Linked DNA regions of Sparus aurata: region 2 is linked to region 1. The links are chromatin contacts, called in public Hi-C maps. All regions are on one chromosome and are shown on one strand. The core of a region is the stretch at or near the end of the contact, and the rest is flanking DNA. Distances in the headings are between cores, read along the strand shown.

Evidence for each region. A called contact is a pair of places that touch in the nucleus more often than the background predicts.
Region 2: a Hi-C map of skeletal muscle shows a contact between it and region 1, with 10 times the contacts expected there. The contact joins the promoter of tecpr1b here to the promoter of LOC115575537 in region 1. A contact is called at or near these places in 2 of 2 Hi-C or Micro-C datasets (skeletal muscle and an unstated tissue).

Annotation. Positions count from the first base shown.
Region 1 is chr23:14,981,321-14,987,432 of fSpaAur1.1, reverse strand. LOC115575537 (cytoplasmic phosphatidylinositol transfer protein 1-like) reads left to right here and starts at 3,026. Exons shown (of 10, transcript XM_030407703.1): 1 at 3,026-3,066; 2 at 3,510-4,114. The coding sequence starts at 4,067.
Region 2 is chr23:15,120,801-15,126,912 of fSpaAur1.1, reverse strand. It overlaps tecpr1b (tectonin beta-propeller repeat containing 1b), which reads left to right and starts at 2,273. Exons shown (of 26, transcript XM_030407756.1): 1 at 2,273-2,430; 2 at 2,654-2,753; 3 at 4,365-4,597; 4 at 4,680-4,862; 5 at 4,961-5,083; 6 at 5,192-5,314. The coding sequence starts at 4,373.

The DNA of each region.
Region 1 (6,112 bases), core at 1,777-4,276:
GCTAGCTGGTTAGCATGTTAATTTAACAAAACATCACTGAGACACAGTATATAGGTATCATAATGTCAGATGTTCTTACATTGTTGATCATTTTAGTTGAATGTTATCAACTAAAATTCTTTCCGCGTAACGAGCAACACATTTTCTTACTTTTTAAAAACAAATTTTCTAGTTTCTAGTTTTCCTTTACTAGTTTAACTCATTTATTTTAACACAAAGTAACTAAAATTCTTAATCAAGACAGTATGGATGCGTTTGATAAATACCGATTGGTACATAGAAGTATGTAAAATCAAGTCCCGCCCACTTCACACCAGTAAGAACAGCACAGAGACAATGAGCTTACTGCATCAAAACTGTTCAAACTTTGGTAGAAGTTTCTTTTTTTTTTCTTTTGCTCGTTTACAGCCCCCTCACTCATAATAAGTACAGAAAAGAAAATATTTATCGGGCCCTTAAATGTGTGTTACCACAGTTTGTCAGGATGTTCAGTGTATTCTCAGCGAGAGCAGAGCAAGATGAAAAGCAGAACAACCCACGGACAAATTTTTCCACCAAGCAACAGGAGGATCAAAGAAGTTCTGAGCTAGTTGAACCGAAATCCTTGATGTGCACACTGAATAGCTTCATTTTGAAAACCGCCGGCTTCGTGTTTAACTTGGGTTAGAATGGTGTTCTTCTAGACTGGCAAGAAATTCAGTTTTCACACAAATGAGGCATCTAAAGACATCCATCCCTGCCACCACCAGACCCTCCCTCCCAGCCTATTCACCTGAATGTAATGCCATTATTAAGCTGGCCTGCTACGCCCTTCTAACGCCTGTGTTTTCTGTCGTCTGACCGATGGCTCCAATATACCCCTTACTAATTTTGGCTCAAGCTCAACCCCCCGCTATCGAACGGGCAGAGAAACAAGCTCTTTCCTCCACTGTAACAGTGGACCGACTCGACCGAGAGGTTAGAAAAGTGACAGTAAAGGCCAACTAATGATGCTGAGCGGCAAGAGGCGAGGAAGCCAGGTCTCTTAGCAACAGTTTCTCCTCCCTGCCGACACTCTCATACCGGCTGGAATAAACAGTTTTGTGTGTCTGTCTGTGTGTGTGTGTGTGTGTGTGTGTGTGTGTGTGTGTGAGCAGATACATGTGGGTACTGTAGCAGACGTCATCAGTTTGACACCACAAACAGCTTAGCGTAATGTCTTGTGGCAACTTGGAACAAACACTGCTTTAGTTGTCTTGCGAGTGTGTGTGTGTGTGTGTGTGTGTGTGTGTGTGTTTGTGTGTGTGTGTGTGTGTGTGTGTGTGTGTATTGTGTCTGTAGTAAAATGGGTATAGTATTGTGTGTAGTGTATGTACTGAAGCTGAGCTGAAATGAAAGAGTTTATTAAAAATATATTATATATTTTATGAGTTATTACAGTTATCTACCTGCTGCCACACAATATTCTCTGGAAACTGGAAGCTTTAACATGTTAGAATCCTCTGCAAATCAGCTATCAGTCAACTATTGAATTATTTCACCAACTATTTTTAAAAGTCGATTATTTGGTTTGAGTATTATTCTTTTTTTTTTTGAGAAAAAAAAGTGAATATTCTCTGATTCCAGCTTCATAAACATGAAGATTTGCTGTTTACTTTACTCCTCTTTGACAGTAAACTGAATGTGTTCTGGTTTTGGCAGACCTTGCTATTTGTGGACGTTTGTGCACATAAATCTGATCGTGTGTTCGTGCTGATGCCTCTGCACTGTCTTCTCTGTGACGTTATTAATAGTGTAAGAAATGTATTTTAGATACAGAATTGCACCCTCTTGAGTTGAGACATGGGAACTTTTGATTCCTTTCTTTACAATGCAGATGGAGAGGTTTAAGCCAAAGACTCTGAATCCAACCAGCCAAAACACTGACATCCACTGCTGCTTGATTTATACTAAACTAATGATATACTTAATCCAGTGTTAATTACATGAAAGGAAGAAGGACTGAACTGTTCAAAATGCTGTTGGTATAAAGATTAAACTTTCTTTTTCTATGTTATGAATGATATATTATACATAGTATAACAATGCAATACCATGTTTCAGTCATTTGGACGAACACAATTTAAATTACACAAAATGAAAAACACACCTGCTTTTGACCATTCCTGCAGATAACACATGAAGTTATCAAAGTTATTGACTGTATTCTGCTCCCAATGGTCTAAGTAGAAGAAGGCCTCATGTAGAAGAATGTGTGAAAGTTCTTGCTTTCTTTCTTTCCTTCTTTCTTTCTTTCTTTCTTTCTGCGAGACAAGTAAAAATGCCCCCTCCTCTCCAGGTCAGTGTGATGTCAGTGCCCCTCTTCACCTCATCTCTGAAATAAAGGTCTCTGGTGACATCTGCTGGTGGAGAAGCGTACTGCATATCGTACTTCTGGTGTTTATGAGTGGTGTTAACAAAATGCCCTGGGACAAAGAAAGTTCAATATGAACATTTAATATATACATATTATGATGTGTGTGTGTTATTGTCATAGAACTGTAAAACCTGACGTTCATCTGAAGGATGGACAGAACATAGCACACACAATATATTTTCCAAAACAGTATAATTTTGTAATGAACCTTTGTAATGAGTTATAAACAATAAAATGTTCTTTAATCAGAATAAAAACAATCTTTAATCAATGATTTAGTTAATGAATATTTATGAGGGTTTTCGCAACCACAACTGATCATTATAAAATGACTTATTAATCATCAACAAAGTCATTTGTTGCAACTTATAAATCCTTTATTGTAGATACTATTCGGAAGTGGTATTTAAATATTCAACATATCTTAATATATCTAGCTGGCTAAGTCTTTCATGATGTCTGGTATGACAACACTCAGTTTAAACCCTCATACAGCAGAACCAGAGACCCCACCTTATCTATTCTTCATTTTCAAAACCTGCTGCCTACATTACCCACAATGCAACTTAGCCTCTGAGTGACATCATTAAAGGCACTCTATCAGATTGCATTCAGCTTCCTCTGGAGCAACAAAAGGCTTTATGCTCCCCCAGAGCTGCAAGCAGACTTCAGTGAGTAAAATTGATGGAGTTGCCCTTTAATGAAACTGTATATACCTTCTTTGTATCATTATAGACCTTCTAAAGTACAAGATGTGTTTCCTATATACAGTAATGAGTTAACATAGCTATATGTAAGCATCTTGTTTTTATGAATTAACATCACGAATACCCTGAGCTGCCTGTGAGCCAGAACACCACGCAGGACCTCCGGTCACCTATTTAAAGAAAATAAATTCCCATTAAGTGTCTGATGATGAAAGAGCCGACACTGAATCGAATCGGTCGATAGCGTCCCGACCGATGAGCTACAACACGTCTTAACTACTACTTATACTCATTACACAGTGGATGAACGGTGCGGGCGTTTTTAATTGTGATGCTTTTACACTGACAGTCAGCTCCTCTCACTTCCGGTCCCTCTCTCTCTCTCTCTCTCCTCTCGCTTGACGCAGCTCCTCCACACGGCTGCGCATCCCTCCACGGAGCTCTCAGGGCAAACTCACGGGAGCAGGAGGCACGCTGGTTTACATTGGCTGAAGTGTTCCTTATTTTTTGTCAAGTGAGGCGAAGAGCTTGAAGAAGCGAGGAGACGAGGAGGAGCTCGGTTCTGGTCCGGGACGCTGCGGCTGCTGTTTGGAGCGACTTGTCCCGGAGTTTTTGGTGTTGATCTCTTTCACACTTTTTTCTCGACATAATTAACAGCGCTGGTGCAAAAACTGGAAACTGTGAGTTTTGACAGCAGGGTTGTTGTAAACCTCACAAGACCCTGTTGTACTTCTGGATCTGTGTGTGCGCGTGTGTGTGGAGACTCACGTAGGCAGAGCCGAGGTGATGCAGAATTGAGGGCGCGTTTAGGGGGATTTGTGGATCTCAGTCATCTCTCGTTCTGATTGGACAAATGAATTCAATTAAATAGCCGAAGTCGTTAAAGAAGAAACACCGCGAAGAAACGAAGAGCCCCGTGAACCTCCACCCTCCTCCGTGCTGCCATCACCTTTGTGCGGGGACTATGTTGATGAAGGAGTACCGCATCTGCATGCCTCTCACAGTGGAGGAGGTAGGTGAAGTTCCTCTTGGATTTTGCTGATCTCAGACCTTTGTGTGATGGAGAGTTTCAAGTTTTTGTTGGATTCGCTGTTGTTGTCTTTTTACATGTATGTTTTAATGTGTAATCGATTATTGCAAAGTTGTCAATGATGCGCTCACGGGTTTTGCGCCAAAGGGCACGTTGAGCCGCCGTCACCGCGGGGTGGAGCTGCTGCTGCTGCTGTGTCTCTGACAGATCCACTACTCTTTGTGTTGGAGAGCAGTAGTGCGGTTTACTGTAAGATAGCGTGCAGCAGCAGCAGCAGAGGGGATCATGTGATTTGTTGGAGGTAGTGAAGGACAAACCGTGGATCTGTTGTACTGAGTGTTTTGTTTTTTTTCTTTTCTTCCTGTGATTGTGTATCTGGATGGAACACCTCACACCACAGTCACACATGGGGGTGTCACCTTTGTGCTCCTCGCAGTAAATGATGCCCTTGCTGCAACCAGATTACACACGTGCCACAATGTCTTTGTGGCTGAATGACTGAGATGCAAATTTGGCGCACGATTCTGGTCATTGTTTGTGTGAGGAGCATCTGCAGGCTGAAGTTCCCCTCAGGTCACAGTGACACAGAAAGCAGCTTCATGATCCAGCAGTGCTGCTGCTGCTGCTTGCTGTGGTGTTTTAACATGCAAATAAGAAGCTCTATTTCGTGATACACTCAGTGCTCGGCTCAGTTGTGAATGTATTAACTTGATTTTTAATGTCACACAACGGTGGAATGTGATGCTGTAAGAGGTGCACCTCATTTTGTGACTGTGTGCGTTTAGGCGGGTAATCTTCGGGTGATTCATTCCAGTGTTGCCTGAACCCAAACGACAGATGTTCCAGCTGGAGTGTTTTTACCGTGCCGTAAAGGATGCGCACACCATTTAATCCGGTTTATGGTGTGACACGAGCTGCCACTGCCATGGGTAACCAGTTCAACTCCGAATAAGTGTGTTGCCACTAACATTAAGCCGAGGATGAAATATGGCCATCATCAGAGCTCCAGCAGCCTCTCCAGAAGTCGATCGATCCTTATCTTGCCCGATCCGCCTGATTAAGTAGTTTCTGCGAGTTTTGTGTAATTACCAGGACGCCGCTTCATCACATGGTTGTCCTAAAGGCTGATTGTCTCGTCTGCTGTCGTTGGCTCCAGCTGTGATGGAATACACAGCTGTCCTCTTTGGCCGTGCAGCTAAAGGCCATCACATCTGTTGTCGTAATGATAATAACGGGGGTCCAACCCAATCTGTTAACCTGCCTTTGACTTGACAAATGAACACTTGTAATATTATTCCTGTTTGCGGTGCACGTCTGCAGACACAAAGACATCGTCATTTAAACTTGGAAAAGTGCTGGGAAATTGATTTTCTTATGCAATCGTAACGCAAATGGAAAACCATTTACTGCTCTTTCTGAGTCAGTCCAGCAAAACTAGAGCTGCAACGCTTCAGTGAAGTGTTCTGATAACTGATGTGTGGTTTCAGTCATTTTCTAAAGAGCATAAATATAAAACATTTGCTGGTTCCTGCTTCTTAAATGTGTGGATTTGCTGCTTTTTTTTCTATCATTTATGATATTAAAAGGAGAGTTTTGGGTTTGGGACTGTCTAAAGACATCACCTTGGGCTGTGGGAAATTGTGATGAGTCTAAATTTTTTTAGACTAATAATTGTGAAAGTCATCAGCAGATTTATCCATAATGACAATAATCATTCATTGCAGCCTTGGCAGCAACACATTACATTATGAAGTGGTCATCTGAACTGGTGCAAATTACTTATTTGTGCTGCTTTGTTCTCCGGCTAAAATTGGTAAAAAATTGATAAAACACATCTTCTTCTCACATAGTCAACACGCCGTGTTTTTCCTCACACTCGTCATGAGCAATGATTCATCTGGTGCTTCAGTGTCCTGGTTATAGTATACGCATTGCTTACACAACCCGTCATAAGAGTCACGAAGCAGGATCTCCTCAAAA
Region 2 (6,112 bases), core at 1,024-3,523, 140 kb before region 1:
TGAGACCAAGTATGATTTATGGCTCATAGAGCCTCTCATTAAATGGTTTATACTTACAGAAACTTACATAATTGCTGTCCTGATTATGAGTGGGCCTCCCTTGCGTTGCATAATATTGGTCTCACATCCTCTGATTTAATCAGAGGAGAGGGTTGCAGCAGGTTTTTGGAAGGATAAACAGGATTTTCCAAAAATCAAAGAACAAAACGATCTATATGAAACACTTTAAAGGGGCATCTTAATTCAATATTTCAGCTTTCCTGTTAGTATCAGGCCATAACTTGATGAGAAAACATACATAGAACTGTAAACCTGTGACGCTTTGAAGCTCTTAAAAGATATTAAAACCTAACTTATAATTTATTTTAAGGTGCAACAAGTCAGAAGTAGTCACCTGTTGAATTTATACTCAAAACAAATAACCATTAACTGCGAATACATTTTAGCTGCCGTTAGCCGTGCAGCTAGCGGTTCAGACCGGAAGTTCAGGATGTGTTAGTGTTTACATCACTCGTACAGGAGCATTGGGGCTAGGTGATTAGCATGCTCACACCAGTAAATATTTCTGCAACACACAAGTTGCACAGTGTCGTAACTGTTATGTCTTAACTTCCTGCTGAAAATGTATGTTAATTTTTTAAAAGTTTTCAACTAAGATTCTGACATGTTGCACCTTTTTAAGAGGGGTTTTGTCTTCAGTATCTGAAGTCTTCTAAATCACAACAAGGGAATAGTGGGGGCAATTTTGAGGCACTAGTACTTAACTTTTAATTTTATACCATTTTTACTGCACCGTATTTCGGGGGGAATAGCTTGTACTCATCTTTATTTATTTATTGGGTATTTAAACCTGTGGTCTCCCTTCTTTTCACATGCAGCAGTGTCTGGTCAGGGCATCCTATCATGTTTCAGATGTCTATGCATATGAACTATACAACAATATATATAGTAACCTTGTTCCTCTTTGTTGTCCTGGTTCTTAGCTGTATGTCTACTCAGCAAAAAAACAAAAACAAAAACAAAACAAAAATCCAGAGTGAAATTCCTTGTATGTTTACAACCAAAGAAATTTGGGCAATATACTGAAAGTCTCAGATGGTGTCATTTGAATAACTGTTTGAGACCCAAATAGGTCAAATAATCTTAAATTTAACAAATAGATTAAAAGAAAAGTCAAAACTATGAAAAAAAATTGACCTCCCAGATTTATCTTATGACTCTTTGCAGGGGGCTCCAACCCAAAGTTGGACTGTTACTCCACTGAGCTGCATGTAAACTCTATATACAGTACATAAGCATAGCATATAATGACAGTAACACACTGATGCATCAGTATTAACATTACCTGATAATATATAATATGTGACGGTAAGTAGGCTAGTTGTGATGCTTGCTTTTTCTTCTCATTATGAATGCATCACTTAAAAGGTGAACTCTGTAGTTTTAGGGAATACATTTGAATCAGATGAGAAAGATCTCTTTTATGCCTAAACAAACAAAATAAACAAACTCTTGTTTTCAGGATTGAATAAACAAAATAACTACAAAGTAGTACAACACAGTTTCATACTGTTTTACTTTTTTTTTATATGTGGCGGACCCTGCCACCTTATTAGCTTCAATCAGTGTCCTGGGACCTTATTTTCCTAAAACAGCTTGTTTATTCATTTGTGGAAAAACCCCAATATTTCTGAGTTTGTATTATTACCTCATACAGTATATATTACAATTCTAAGCTTGAATTTCTTGTCCAAACCTACAAAGTGCCCATTTTATTAGCTACTACTTGTACTCACATAGTTAGCTATGTTATACAATTATCTACTACTTGTATAACATAGTCGTTGCTGCTACTTAAACCAACTCCTGATTAACAATTATACAAGATGAGGTCAGCGGTGTGCTTCAATGAAAACCTGCTGCTCAGGTGGATCATGTCTAACTTCGTGTTTTACACTCTGAACAACACAAAAGCAGCATAATATCATTTCCCCACCAAACATAAACGTTACTGAGGCAAGTTGACCATGAATGAAAGTTTCTTTCCGCACCGCTCCACTGTTTCCATCCTCCCAGCTTCTCTCTGCATTAAATATACTGTATCCAAACACGTAAAACCAAACCTTACGCTTCAATAATTCATCTGGCGCTGAATGAATTATTGAAATATGCGCGTCAATCAGCCGAGGCGTCGGAAAGAAAAAGAAAAAAAAAAGAAAAACACAGCCACACCAGAGGGGCTCCTGCGTTCCACCAATGGGAGAGCGAGGTCCCAGAGCTTCGACCAATGGGAGCGCCACTTTCATCCACTTCCTGTTGTGGATCCGGGAGTCGGACGGAGCGTTCCTGTGCTCCACTATGTGAATTAAAACACCACGAATGAGTCCTGTCCTCCACGGCGGAGGTGTTGTTCCCGACACGGCCTCAGGTGTAAGTAAACAGCCGTGTGTGTGAGAGAGAGAGTGAGTGTGTGGCCGCTAACTGCAGCCCCGACCTGTAAACAGATTATAGCCGACTTTGCGGCATCCATATCAGCTGTCTGTGTTATTACGATGCAGAGCGTGTTTTCTCACTCCTCCTCCTCCTCCTCCTCCTCCTCTTCCTCCTCCTGCTGTCATCTAACGTGGATCCAAACATGTTGAATGTGTCCTAGCATGGGCCTCGGAGACGGGAGGTATCGGCTGTTGCACCTGATGTCATGACGCGTCTGTTGATATTCCCTTGACAACCGCGGATCGGATAGCAATATTCAGGTAGGCTGCTGCTGTTGGTGTGTATTCACCCTGGATTTACTGCAGGCCTCTGAGTGTGTGTTTGTGTGTGCGGAAAAGCTCCAGTGCAACAAATAGCAGACATTAAGTTTAGTCCATGAAAATGCATTCTGTCAGAAACGATGTAATGTGATGGGCTTTATTTGCTCCAGGGTTTATTTCTGTGTCTTTAAACGCACCATTTCCGTCTATTTGAATTTGGAGAATAAAGTTCAAGCGGCTGAATGTGTGACGTGACCGTCCATTTGTTTAAAGAAGACGGGGTGAAGGCCTGTGGGTGTGTGGCACAGTGACAGTCAATATCGTAGCGGATTAGTATCAGTCGATAAAGCAAGTGTCAAGGCACTCGGTGAGAATGACAGCAAGACTTCCGGTCATACATTTCAAAATAAAACAGCATGGCCACGCTGTGATGGTCACTTGAGGAAACAAAACAAAACAATCCAAGTGAAAAAAAATTAGCTTAAATGTTTAATGAATAAAAAATTTAAGGATTATACTATTTTTCCCCCCAAAATTTTCACAATAAAATGTGTTTGCAGGTCTTGGAGACTTGTTAATTTGGATAACACTGTGGGTACCCTAGGTTATATAGGTAGAAGAATAGGTGTAGGACCATGATGCACCTGGTTGGGCCTATATTTCTTATATTTACCAGAGCAGGAGAGGCATGCAGGATTCCTTTGCTGCATACAATAAAAGCCCACAGTGCAGTCAGTGGCTCTTTCATTTTCATTTTGAAGTTTGAAGTTTGAAAGTTTGAAAGTAGGCCTAATGCTTATGTGAAGAAAAATTGTATAAAGCCTTTTGTTTCTCTAGAGGAACCTGCAAGTTAATTGATAGTTTGCCTTCAGTGATGTCACTCAGTGGCTTAATTGCATCATGGGTAATGTAGGCTCCAGGTTTTAAAAAGGATACATTTTGATATCTCTGGGTCTGTTGTATTGATTTAGATCATTTGTTTTTAAAACCAGGGCAGACCGACATCACTCATAGACTATGAATCACACCTGGAGCAATAAAGTCAAGTTACTGAATGAAAACTCTTGTGAATTAGACAAGATACAAATATGTAGGTCATAAAAACTGAAGGTCTTTGTGCAGAAATGTTGTTGTGATTTTCTTCTGAATTGGGAGTGAGGTGAACAGTGTGCATGCGTTTTTTGTTCTGATTTCGTCAACCCTGTTAATCCAAAAGGTGTGCAACAGTTTGCTCTAAGCCTAAAAAAAGTATTAAAGTCACTATAATGTGAAATTTGTGAGGGTCTGTCATGTTTGCTTACATCTAGCACCATAGCATGTTATGATTAAATCAATTAATCAATGAAACAATAAAATGCAACAAAGTCTATATAATATGACATATCTCATCACATATTTCTCATATGCCTCAAGTCTTATTTCTTATTAAGGTGATTCAAGCTACCAGAGAGGCAGAATAAATGTTAAAGAATGAATCTAAATGCAAATGTAGCCTTTCCCCATGATCATAACTCCTCAGCATATCAATAAAGCCGAAGCATACCAAGTCATAAAGTAAAAACTAGACAGCCTGGAAAGCTGAGTGCTGTCTCTGTCTCTGTCTCTGCTCAGGGGCCATCATGCCCATCACGCTGCTGTGGGCCGTGGACGTGTACGGCCGGGTATACAGCCTGTCCACAGCTGGCCAGAGGTGGGAGCGTGCAGACGACCTGCTGCTGGAGCTGAAGCGCGTCTCCGCGGGGAAAGGCCGCTGCTGGGGCATCGGCTGCGACCACCGTGTTTACCTCAACATGATGCCCAGCGAGACCCCCATCCGCTACAGGGAGGAGACCTACGAGAACCAGGTCGGCCTAAGTCCAAGCACTCTAGATGCAGACGCTGTGTGTCGCCAGTGATCAAGTGCTCTGTATGTGTGTGTGTTTGCAGAGGTGGAACCCAGTGGACAGCTTCACCGACACGCTGCTGCCCACCGACCGCTGGCCGTGGAGCGACGTGACCGGGATGAATCCGCAACCGCTCCACAGCTTCGAGCTGCCCTCCCACAGCTGGGAGTGGGAGGGGGACTGGTATGTGGATCAGAGCTGTGGAGGAGAACCCAGCCAGACCGGGGTAAGAAACACAAACATGCAGTCATTTCACTTATTTATTTTTTCTCGCTTTCTTATTTTAATGATGATGTCGTCATGGTGCCTTCTCATATTCTTCAGGGCTGGGAGTATGCGGTCGATTTCCCAGCCAACTTCTCCCCGGACAAGAAGTGGAACTCTTGTGTCCGTCGGCGGCGCTGGATCCGCTACAGGAGATATATAGCACAAGGCACCTGGGCCAGGGTTTGTACACTCTTTGGTTTTACTCTGCATCTCTCATTTCTGTCAGTGTGGAGAAATTGAGTTCAGGTCAGAGCGAAGTTGCAAGTCAAAGTCTCTGTCTCTCTGCAGATCCCTCTGGACAGTCCCAGGAAGCCGCCGCTGCCCCTCTGTGACATCAGCTGTGGTGGTTGGGAGATGAGTGACCAGTCTGGAAGGTATCCCTACCTCTGGGGCGTGTCACAGCAAGGACAGGTGAGTCATGTGACAAAAGCCATTTTCAGCCACAGTTCATGGGAAAATCAAACATAGATATCATTTCTCGTACCTGTAGTGCCATTTCTCCATCTGGATCGTTTTGGTGTGAGTTGCCAAGTTTTGGAGATGTCTACCTTCTCTCAAATATGATGAAACTAGACGGCTCTCAGCTTGGTTTGCTCAACATGAGAACTATTTTCTTTCCATATCACCAGATAGAAGGAGGCATGCATCTACCATTGATGAGAGGTGAGGTAACTAAGCTAGCTAACAACACGGCACGGCAGAGGAGGATGCTAATAATGTTTACATCCCACGCAGTCAGGAGAACAAGCCTCTCATCCAAGAACAGAGTCAGGCTTCCTTCTGTGAGGTGGTACGGAAAGAAAAAAGACCCTACATGAAGCAGCTCACAACAAGCTCTGTGGATATTCTTGAGTAACAGTAACTGCTGTTGAGTTAATGTGCCATCTGGTCCCCATTATATTCAAGAGAAGGCAGACGTCTCCAGAACTTGCAATTAATAGTATTTTTGATTTTTGGATGAACCGTCCCTTCAAACATATGGTGATTTCCTTAAAAATAATTCAATACAAAATTAAAGGTTATTAAAAAAAGCACAGCGGTGAATATATGTTGCTCTAGTTGTATAAATGGAGTGCGTCTTCCCTCCTGACCGTCTCTACGCACATTAATCTGTTATACAGCTCAATGTGTCTCAGGCAAGCTCGCTGATTAAAAGCAAAGGTTTGAATTTTATTAGATGAAATGCTGCAAATGTGGCTCAGTCAGATA